2 separate regions of the Mus musculus genome follow, and region 2 is linked to region 1. Evidence: chromatin contacts called from public promoter capture Hi-C data. All regions are on one chromosome and are shown on one strand. Each heading gives the region's core, a stretch centred on a gene start, on an enhancer-like site or on the middle of the called end of the contact. The rest is flanking DNA. Distances are from core to core; before and after follow the strand shown. Region 1 overlaps Fank1 (fibronectin type 3 and ankyrin repeat domains 1). Region 2 overlaps Adam12 (a disintegrin and metallopeptidase domain 12 (meltrin alpha)).

The links. Promoter capture Hi-C pulls out the DNA fragments that hold promoters and counts their contacts.
Region 2: a contact with region 1 is called in a promoter capture Hi-C map of liver, with 3 times the contacts expected there. The contact joins two enhancer-like sites. A contact is called at or near these places in 1 of 39 promoter capture datasets (liver) and 1 of 9 other capture datasets (adipose tissue).

Annotation. Positions count from the first base shown.
Region 1 is chr7:133,791,755-133,797,383 of GRCm38.p6, reverse strand. The region is part of intron 1 of Fank1 (fibronectin type 3 and ankyrin repeat domains 1); the gene reads right to left. Among named protein-coding and RNA genes, the nearest start is that of Fank1, 18 kb to the right of the region's middle. Within about 2 kb of position 2,408, at least 131 of the 459 cell types and tissues checked have an H3K27ac peak or open chromatin away from gene starts, as enhancers often do. A contact at or near this core is called in adipose tissue and liver, where this site is marked.
Region 2 is chr7:134,185,587-134,191,341 of GRCm38.p6, reverse strand. The region is part of intron 1 of Adam12 (a disintegrin and metallopeptidase domain 12 (meltrin alpha)); the gene reads left to right. 5830403F22Rik (a long non-coding RNA gene) reads left to right here. Exons shown (of 2, transcript XR_870010.1): 1 at 1-3,754; 2 at 5,305-5,755. Among named protein-coding and RNA genes, the nearest start is that of 5830403F22Rik, 6.4 kb to the left of the region's middle. Within about 2 kb of position 2,826, at least 17 of the 459 cell types and tissues checked have an H3K27ac peak or open chromatin away from gene starts, as enhancers often do. A contact at or near this core is called in adipose tissue and liver, where this site is marked.

The DNA of each region.
Region 1 (5,629 bases), core at 1,159-3,658:
ACCTCATTGTAAAACACCTTCTTTGGCTCCTAATGGCCCTCTCTAAATGCCTCCACTTCTATTTAAAATGTGTCCTTTTTTTTTTTTAAGATTTATGTATTATATGTAAATACACTGTAGTTGTCTTCAGACACTCCAGAAGAGGGCATCTGACCTCATTACAGATGATTGTGAGCCACCATGTGGTTGCTGGGATTTGAACTCAAGACCTCTGGAAGAGCAGTCAGTGCTCTTACCCGCTGAGCCATCTCTCCAGCCCCCGAGTGTCCTAACTCTGGTGTCTCCGTAATAAACTAACCTTCCCTTACTCTGAGATCCCTCTCTGTTGTACAGTCAAAGGATTTGGTGCAGCAACTGGTCCCTGAGGGGGAGTGGATTATCTTCCACAAACCAGTGGCTGTTCTGGGCTAAAGCTGCCCACACCAGCACCGGCACCTCTTATACCACCTAGAACCATATCCACGGTAAGAAAAACATCGTCTTCCTCCACTCTTCCAAAAGCCAGACTCCTGTGACAAGCTGAAGACAAACAAGGGGACCATGCAATGTATGTGATACAAGTTTTACGCATCAGCCTCATAATGTGCATCAAAAGAGCTAAAGTTCTCTTGTTGAGAAAGGGTCTCATATGACTCAGGATGGCCTTGAACTTGCTATATAAATAAAGCTGGACTTGAATCCTAATTTCCTTGACTCAACTGTCTAAATTCTGGGGTAAGCAGAATGCTTTCATACCAGGCTTTATGAATAGTGGAAAGCTATAAAAAGCGTTATAAGACAAAGGGATACACATAGTGTAATGAACACAGGGTGGTGTTCACTGAATGTGGCACACAGGGCGTAATAAGCTAGGGACAGCAGGACCTGCTCTGTGTCCTTGTAGCAGGGAACCTCTTACAGGGGAAAGGTGGTAGGAAGGTAAGATTTGTCCTTTCTTTCTGAAATTTCTTCAAGATACTTCATCATATACTGGAGGCCACATTTGGAGGTGACCCGTCTCAGCCCCCAAAATCACAGAGTGTTTGTACTTTCATCAGCTTATTCACTTTGTAATCTTTAAAGGTTCATCCATCCCAGCACTTAGAAGGCAGGGACAGGCAGATTTCTGAGTTTGAAGCCTGTGTGGTCTACATAGCAAGTTCTAGGTCAACCAAGGCTATCTAATGAGACTCTGTCTCAAATATATGTGTGTGTGCGTGTGTGTGTGTGTGTGTGTGTGTGTGTGTGTGTGTGTGTGTATACATGTGTATACAAAAGTTAAATCTATTTTATAGTATGTATCAGAATTGTCTTCCTTTTCAAGAATGCATGATGCTCCAATGTACATACCACATTTTTGTCTATGATTTGTAAATGGGCAGCTAAGTGACTTCTGCTTTGGGATGATCAGCAACGACACACGTGCTTTTACAACATATGTTTACACCAATATACATAATCAAAAGAGGTTGGCCCAGGCCCTCAGAGAAGGCTATGTCCCTAAGCTATAACAAATGTTCTCTCTGTACAATGACTTCTTCCTTCCCTTGTGTGGCAGAACACTGTCAGGGCCATTTCACACACTCGGAAGTCCTATTTGGGAATTCCTGTTCATTTCTTGCTATCTCCTGGAAGAACGAACTAGGGCAGTGAAGCAGATGTGATTAAACAAACAAATCAAGTTTATAGTAATCACCACAAATTGTCAAGCTAACATACAGAATGATCTAGAAAGGCCCATGGATCACAAACCGCGGAGTAGGCCTACGCAGCCGTTCACTGTGGACCACTCTGATTCTTTCAGCTCACACTTGTCTACCTCCCAGTCACACTTCTCAAGTGCTCCACATTTAAGGTTTAGGACCAATAGCAACACATGGGTGTGATTCTAAGCACAGATATCAGCCAGCTCCACTCAGGGCCCTCCTCGCTTACATTATTCTCATTATTCTACATTATTTCACATTGTGATTCACAGATGTGCCTGCCCTCTGGATTTTGTTTTTTTTTTTTTTTTTTGGGTTTTCTTTTTTTGTTTTTTTTTTTTTTTTTTTTGGTTTTTCGAGACAGGGTTTCTCTGTATAGCTCTGGCTGTCCTGGAACTCACTTTGTAGACCAGGCTGGCCTTGAACTCAGAAATCTGCCTGCCTCTGCCTCCCGAGTGCTGGGATTAAAGGCCCGTGCCACCACACCTGGCTAAGGGTAATTATTTTACATCTGTATGTCAGCCACCATCTTACCAATGTTTGAAAACCATCTTTTAAAGGCTAAATCACACCCACCCATGAGCTGAGTCCTTGTTTCTCCAAGAGATCTGTGGGCAGCAGACTGGCCAGCCTTGGGAAGCTGGTCAGACAGCAGGACTGATAGCTAGACACTGGAGTTAGGGCCAAGCCAGGTTGGCACACACCCTGCTGACCTCAAATGTGGAGGAACCAGACCTACCTGTCTACCCAGCCTTTCCTGGTCTTTACTGTTGTCTCCTCGGTTAATCACACAGCTTGCTGCCAGCAGCCCCACCTTTGGAATCCAGCCCTGAACACACAGACCTCACTTCAGGGAAGGAAAGGACACTCTTCAGCTAGGAGCCTCTAAGCTTGCTGCCTCTCCACTAGGGCCATAGCAGGAGGAAAAACTGCTTCCCAAGGCTGGGCGGGCAGAGAGCATGGCAGAAACCAAATCCTTCAAGGGTCTACAAAGCCCAGTTGAAAATTCATATTTATTTTCCTTGCTAGGAAGAATTGAGTTTTTAATCTTCAGTACTGATATAGTTGAGAAGGAACACTTTGGGGGCTGGCACATAGCTCAGTGGCACAATCCGTTGCCCAGCATGAACCAGGTCCTGAGAGAAAAGAGAGAAAGCAAGGGAAGAAAGCATGTCTCTTCCGCGCATCACGTGGTAGTCTCTATCCAGCTCTCTGCCCTGTCCTTCTAAGTCAAGTGATGAGGTAAGTGCCTGTGCCTCACCTCCCTGTCTAGCAAGCCGAGCTTCTGACCTGGTGGGGGTCAGGCACAGAGATAACAAATGAGACCAAAAAGAACAGAAAAGAAGCAGAAACGAATGTGGGCAATGAAGGGGAAAAGGAACACAAATCTATAAGATAAATGTGGTCGCCCTGTATGACACTGGAAACCACCACACTCCCCAAAGTGGAGTTTGCTCTGATTAATTCCAGGAGGGCAGGAGGTATTGGGGAGAAGCAACCATTCTAAGGCTAAAGTGATGCAGAGATTCCAGCTAGCTGCTGCCCTGTGAAAGAGGACAGGTCTGCCCCAATAACACCCACAAGCTCTGCGCTGTCAGACTTCCGGGCCTGGGCTTCCTGACTCAAATCTGATTCTATTTATTCTCTTCTGGATCTTGTTCTGCTAACTCTTCTGGCATGGCATGCACAGTCATCATAGGCCAGGCCCGGCGGCAGGCACCAGGCACAGCTCTGTTCATCCACAGGGATCCCAAAGGGAAGGTCTGTCTCTCCTCTTACCCACCTATCCCAACTGGAGAGAGGCAGGGGCTGACACTCAGTCAGGATTCCTGATTCCTGTGCCCCTCTGTGACTTGCCAACTGTGCTGCTGGCATCATTGCGATGTAATGATTAATCTGCTCTATCTAAAATTAACTCAAAGTAAACAGATGCCAGCTGAAGTGGGGCAGAGTGTCATCACAAGAGACACATTTAGCAGGAAAGAGCTGTGGCAAGCCAGCCTGACTCATACTGACAGGGCTGTAAGGAGAGCTCACAGGGCACCAAGCCTTGGGACAGTCCCAGCTCTTGGCAGGCCACTGGAGGATGGAGTTTAGGTGTCAGAGAAGAGAAACCTTTGAATCAGACGTTTGTAATCATCAAAGAGTAGCAAGTCATTGACACAGCTCTGGGATCATGGGGCGGGAAGCAACAACCCTTCCTCAGCACCTGTCTGTCTGCTTGTTCTTTCCCTTCCCAAGAATCAAACAGACAAATTGTAACTGGGCTCATTGCCAGTGAGTCACTGTCTTGTATTCCCAAGACACGGGAGTCATTACTTTTTTTTTTTTTTTTTTTTTTTTTTTTTTTTTTGGTGTTTTCGAGACAGGGTTTCTCTGTATATCCCTGGCTGTCCTGGAACTCACTCTGTAGACCAGACTGGCCTCGAGCTCAGCAATCTGCCTACCTCTGCCTCCCAAGTGCTGGAATTAAAGGCGTGTGCCACCACTGCCTGGTGAATCATTACATTTTGTGCTTTCTGAAACATTGGGGGTTTTGAGGAGACAGAGTGTAAGTGGATAGCTGACTTCCCAAGGTTTGTGATTACAGACATGTGGCACCTCACTTAAAGCTCTTTAGAAGCTTTTTAGGGGGTCCAAGTGGCTGGCTAGCACTGGCTCACACTGAAGTCACAGCATGTTAGATAGAAGCAGCAGGCCAACCAGATGTTTATCTCATTAGTGTCTTCACACCACATCAATTTAGATTTCCAACAGCCAGACGTCTCACAGAAGGCAAGAAGTTCAGGTTGCCAATGATTTCAGTTAGTACTATGGGAAGAGACAGTTAATATGATACAATACCTACAGTACCCAGCAAATGCCTTTAATCTCAAACTCAGAGACAGGCAGGTCTCTTGGGAGACCTAGACTAGCCTGATCTACATCTGGAAGGCCAGACCAGCCAAAGGTACATAGTGAGAATCATCTTTAAAAAGAAAAAAAGATTATCTTAATGAGTTAGCAACTTATGGTAATGCTGGTCCCCAAGCTAAGGGAAGGAGCGTGGTGATCTGGGTTCATCGCTCCTTCCCCCCTCCCCCCCCCCAACACGTTTGTGGCACAGGTATTAGTCCTTTAAAATGGCAGAACCAACAGGCTTTATCCCATGTGCAAATAATTTTCACCAGTGGCATCCCAAAGCGGAAGTTCTACTTGACCTCCGTGAGAAAGATCTCTGGTAACCCCAAGACGGGGTGAGGTGGGGGTGGGGCAGGATGCTGTGTGATTGCTGATTCTGTTTTACCTTCAGTCAGCCAACCCGCATAGTGATCAGGACACTGACAGCAGCCCAGTCCTCAGTCTCTGCAGACTGACAATGTGGGACTCAGGTCCAAAGCTAAGGAGACCTTTTCATAAGCAGACCTTGATAGAGCATGTTTGATACCACATTTCTTGTCTGCTGACAGGTGCTGTTGGGGATTGTGTTTTCTTTTCTCATCATATAGACAGCCTGCAGTATGAGGTGTTGGAGGGAAATGAAGATAAATGCTGTGGACAAGAGCAGAATCAAGGACCCACTCCTAACTCTGAAGGATGGTTTAAAACAAGTTACGGATGGGAAAACTTATTAGAATTTGACACCATCAAAATAGCAAAAATCCAAATAGCCACTGTGTTCAAGTGGCTGTGGGGAGAGGGGAGCTCACACTTGTTGCTGCTTAGAGTGACAATGGTTGTGACCCCCACAGACCACTGCTGGAGTTGGGATGGACCATGTCCCCCTAACAGCCTATGTGTTGAAGGCTTGGTCCTCAGCAAGCAAATGCAGGTTAGGAGGAGGGGCCTATGGGAGAGTCTTAGACCATTCTCGGTTTGTCTGTGAGGAGACCGTGGGGCCCCAGACTTCCCTCTTCCTTTGCTATTTCTTGGTCATGGGGTAAACAGTCCATGCCACTCTGCAC
Region 2 (5,755 bases), core at 1,577-4,076, 390 kb before region 1:
CTGACCCTCGGAAATGTGTGGGATTCAAGATGAGTGTTACCTCCATGTGGCTCTGATTTGTGCTGATATAGTCAAGTTGAAGAATATAAATTGCATGATTTCCACAGAAAATCAATGTGACAATTTCTCTGCTCCCCACCCCACAGCTCTCATGAACAGCAATCTCGAGGACGCGCTGTAAAAGAGGAATTAGAGTCTGTGCCAGTGCACAGACCCTGCCTGCTTGTAGCTGTTTCAGTTTTTCCATTTTCTTCTTGGGAACAGGGAGGGGATTGAAATATTTACAAGAACATCGTTGGCCAGCCAGTGGCAAATATCGCCTGCTGTCTAATAAACTGGGCCTGTGTCTACACGCTATCCCATAGTAGGGAGGAAAAACGAGAAAGAAACAGTCTGCAAATATGTGGCTTTTTGATGCTGAAGAAGAAATAACTGCATTTGGATATTTTGAACTTTCATCTAGAAATGCCCTACAGGAGAACACCTCAGAGCAGGCAGCCTCCCAGAGTACGCACATGCACAAAGAAACCCACCTGGTGCAGCCTATCGATTTGACATATAGTTTTCCTAGATGATGGAGACACTTGAATTGCATTGGGTAGAAGGCCCTTCTGAAGTTTGCTAACATGTGAGTGCCACCCTGGATAATGGCGATCTGAACTTGTGTTTTTCCAGGAGCGCTTCCCCTTTGAATAAGGAGTTATGCAAATATTTGGCTTATGGCGGATACATTTGGATTCTTGTCCCGAACTTTATAACAATTGCATACTGAAACAGGCGACTCTGGCAGGAGCCCCCTCATAAACTACACTTTTTTTAAACGTATTTTAAAAGCAAATGATTTCGGTATTGCGGTCGGCTGCAGACATCATTTGTGCCTTAGCCAGGATATTATTTGAGAACTGCAAAGCTTGCTAGGTATGACATCCGTATATAAACCATGTGTTAGATAGATATAAATTCAGTTTTGAAATATTTGTTAGACTGCTCTTGGCTTTCTGTCTGTGCCAAACATGTGTTCTGGTGACAGATGGAGTCGTGTGAGCCCTGAATGAAACACTTGGGTGTGTATAGACTGTGTCTTCCAACAGTTGGGTATAAAATCCTCTGATTGACTAGAGGTCTGTTCTTCACCTCTGCCCCCTTTAAATACGTCACCATGGTATTCAGTCTTGAATTTTGTGTCATAGAAAGGATGTCTATCTGTGTTGTGAATTGGGCCATTCTCATGTTAACTTTACATTTTAAAATTAGAACATTTTCGTGAATGAAGTTTTCTACCCTGTAGGCCTGCAAACGATTCAAGTAAGCCTGGATCTGGGGTTGTCAGGCAAAATAGAGGACATTGTGGAAACACAAAATGTACATGGATACACATACACACAAATGAAGTATAAGTAGTTGCACAGGCTGAACTGATACTAAAAATTTAGTCATTGTTTTCCCAAAGTTTGGGTTTAGCTGAGTTCTTATGTTTTAATTTTCTAAATCTGGTGACTTGACCTGGATCCAACTTCACTGTTCACTCTCAAACGGAGTGACTGTCATCACATGCCCCACCCCCACCCCCAGAGATGAGGGATTAGTGAGCTTGGAAATGTCTGTGAGACAGAGGCAGAAGAAATCAATCCAGCCGTCTTGTAGAACAAGGAACATTCTATTAGAACAGAGCTTGAAGGTAGACAGAGCACATGCTATTGCTGATTGGTCTCAGCTTCTCCAGATAGATATACATCTCCTTCATTTCCCTTCTTGTAGGCAGAGAGGAGACATAAGGGGCACTGTAGGAGGGAGCCCCTCACTAGGCACCTGTCTATCTAAGCAGCCCTTCTCCTCCTCCTCAGTCCCTTGACGTCAGAACTCTCTCAATGGAAGCTTTTGGTGACATCTCAGCTGTGGTTGGGATGTCCATCTGCTCAGAGTGTGTTTACTTCCAGTCTCCTCTGATAAATGCACTGCTTCCCACGGGCAGAAATGGATGGGACTTGGGGGAGAGACACTCGGGAGACAGATGCTCAGGAGAGGCCTCTCCTTCCCTCTGCAATGCTAACTTTAAAACTGTTAAAAATTATTATTGTTGTTGTCGTCGTTGTTGTTGTGTGAGGGAGGAGAAGAAAGGGAGAGGGAGAGAGGGAGAGAAGGAGAGAGGGAGAGAGGGAGAGGACAAACACAGTGGATGTGTGGGGGCATGTATGTCATGGTGTTCATATAAAGGTCAGGGAGTCTATGCAGTCAGTTCTCTCTTACCATCTTTATGTAGGTTCTGGCAAGTTCCTTTACCTGCTGAACCATCTCTCAGTTCCAGTGCTAACTTTTTAAACCTTGATTTGATGTTATTTCTATTTGCATGCGCAGGTGTGTTTATATGTTCACATGTGTGCTAGTTTAAGTGCACCTATTGGGGGCGGTGCAGTGAGGCTGTGCACGTACACATGGAGGCTAGAGGGCAACTTTGGGTACCATTCCTCAGAAGTAATTCACCGTATTTTTTGAGGCAAGATATCTGGGCACACCAGTTAAGCCAGACCCAGCAAAGGAAATAAGGCACGCTAGCCACAAACAATCCTTCTGGCTGCGTTCCCAGTGCTAGTGAAGGGCAGCCATGGGAGAGTTCACCTCCTTACACGGTTCCAGAGGTTTACCCTAATAATAACCAATAAGCACTCATTGTTTCTATAATTTTTTCCCCATAGAAGTATATGGTGTGGTCAGAGGCTAAGAGAAGAAAAGAGTGAGTGAGCTTGAGGCATTGACAGCTACCCTGTCCCAAGGCAGAGAGCCAGGCTGGCATATCAGTGCCCATGCATTTAGAGCAACTGGTAAATTATTAATGTGTAGTTGAAACCAAGGCATTGATTCCCAGTTCTTTGGTCTTCATGTTCTGACTAGACACCTGCAGCCATCCTTGGATGAGGCTGGCACTGTCTTTTTAGAGAGATCAGAGTAAGAGCAGGCATTATGGTAAGGGGAAGAGTCTTCAAAAGCTTGAAAGTTCAAAAGCTTCTAAATTAAGCAACTTTATTTGCATTTAGAAAACCTTAATTTAAAGCTAAGCAATTATTTGGAAACACCAAAGCATGCTGTTTAGTTTTAAAACTGAGTACAAGCCAGTCAACTCTATTTTAAAAAATGCTCCTAGGTCAAGCCATATGCCTCACAGATACTTGCCAAATTGAATACATTAGGAGTTCTCTGAACTCGGAACTGGAATTTGATGTTGTAATAGTTTGAGTTGTTCTATTTCACTATCTAAATTAGGATTTTTTTCTAAGTTAACAGTCAGAAGCAGCAGCTAGAAAACCAAAATCATTTTGCACACACATCCAGACTGTCTCATCTTTATAATTGGTCACCAGGTCCTAGGTCTGTCACTCTGGTGCAGTCACCCTCACTGCTTCAAGCCCTCCTCCCAAGCTGCATTTGTTTCCCGCCTGTTCCCAGTTCATCCCAAGCAAACCGTAGGCGTCTCTACGGGTGGGAAGGGAGGGAGCGACGCGACTCTCCCACTGCCTTTCCTAATTCAAAATCTATCTCCTCACAGCAAAATCTTGCTAGTGTATGCAATGGTGTCGGCGTTTGGGAGCTGATTATGGGATGGATCTCTGCATATGGCAATCACTAGATGGTCCATCCTTTCGTCACAGCTCCAAATTTTGTCTCTGTAACTCCTTCCATGGGTGTTTTGTTCCCATTTCTAAGAAAGGGTGAAGTTTCCACACTTTGGTCTTCGTTCTTCTTGAATTTCATGCATTTGGTAAGTTGTATCTTATATCTTGGGTATCCTAAGTTTCTGGGCTAATATCCACTTATCAGTGAGTACATATTGTGTGAGTTCCTTTGTGATTGGGTTACCTCACTCAGGATGATACCCTCCAGGTCCATCCATTTGCCTAGGGATTTCATAAATTCATTTTTTAATAGCTGAGTAGTATTCCATTGTGTAAATGTACCACATTTTCTGTATCCATTCCTCTGTTGAGGGCATCCGGGTTCTTTCCAGCTTCTGGCTATTATAAATAAGGCTGCTATGAACATAGTGGAGCAAAGGGGGAGTGAGTGGGTAGGGGATTGGGGGGGGTAGGTATGGGGGACCTTTGGGATAGCATTGAAAATGTAAACGAGGAAAATACCTAATAAAAAATTTTTTAAAAAAAGCTATCTCCTCACAGGAATGTAGGTGATGCATCTCTAAAACCATTACTTAGGTTGAAACTCAAAGTGTATTTTTTTTTCATGAAGGAAAAGAAGTATTCTAAATGGTATCAAAAGTCCCAACTACATCATGAGTTAATAAGTATTTGAGGGCTGGCCTTAGGAAGTCAAGAGGTCTATATAAAGTGAACTTGAAATGCCTGTAGTGAATCCATGCTCTCTAAGTTCTGCTCTACCCTTTGGGGCTTAGTGTGCCCAGGGCCAGCATAGCAGGTGGACCCTCTTGAACAGAGAAAGCAAGATCTGGCTCCTGTGATGACGACTTCTGTTATGGACCCTTACTTGCCTGCTCTGATCTTAATTTGGCTCCTGAAGGAAGCCTTCCTGCTGGGTAGATAATGAGCCAAATGTTTCAGATGAGCATTAGAGTAGACACCGCACTTCTTTCTCATTAAAAATAAGTAAATTGGAATTTTGGCTCGTAAATAAGGCTCACGTGAATTGTGTTCTGTGCATCATCCCGCGAGGGAGCAAACGTTGCCACCGCCTATCAGAGCAGTGAAGCAGAGTGCCGGGCTTTAGACATCCTCCCCGTCCTTACATCATCACCATCAACAACCAGCCCTGGACAGTTTTGATTTGTTCCATAGTGTTTCTCTGCATGAATATTTGTCTATGCCTGGGAATATAGCAGAGAACTTGACAGTCAAAGCCTCTGCCCTTGGGGATGCCCAGTTTTGATTAAATGTGAGGCAGTAGAGACAGACAAAAGGGTAAATAGATAAAATAAGTTTGTGTCAGGATAAGTGAAGGAAGGAATCGAACAAGATGGAGGGCTGAAGAGGAACTGAGTCTGAGGGGAAGGGTAGCTGCTCTGAGGAGGGTGAGAAGAGAGGTTTGGGGAAGGGGTCCCATGAAGGTGTGAGAACATGCTCTTCTCCACATGGGGAAGGAGAACTGCAAAGACAGACATGGTGGGCATCAAAAAGATATGGAAGGTGACACTTGCTGGAGATGGCCTCTCCAGCTTGCTGCGCTCAGGAGAGCAGTTCACTTCATTCAGGGTTTCCTGGCCAGTGTAGCCATTGCTGTGTCATCAGTGTTCCTTTACTGTTTTTATAATCTGTGCTCAACTCCATGTTTGTATCGCAGGAGGAACTGCCATCCAAACTTCAGACGCTGCTGCTAGGTGGAAAATGTTTCCAGGATGAGTCAGCTTTATACTGCTTATGTCTCCACACCCAAAATTCAAACTTGGCCTCGGAAGGCGGGCCATGACCTGGTCTTTGTCTCCTTTCTCTGACTACAGATTACCTTTTTTAACCACATGGATTTAACCACACTAATTGTGTTCCAAGAGCACAGTTAGCCTCTTACTGCCTATTCTCCTGAAAAACAAGCAGACAGACAAACAACAAAAATGACCAAACTCCTGACAGGCATTTTTCTCTTATCCAATGTCTTTCTCTTTTAAGATTAGAGGGAGAACCTGTTTGCGCCTCAAGCCAGTTTCAGGCATTGCCAGCTACTCTGTTCTAGTACTTGGTGCTGGGCTCTCAGATATCAAGACTAGCTTCTCAGAGAATTAAAGTCCATTTAGATG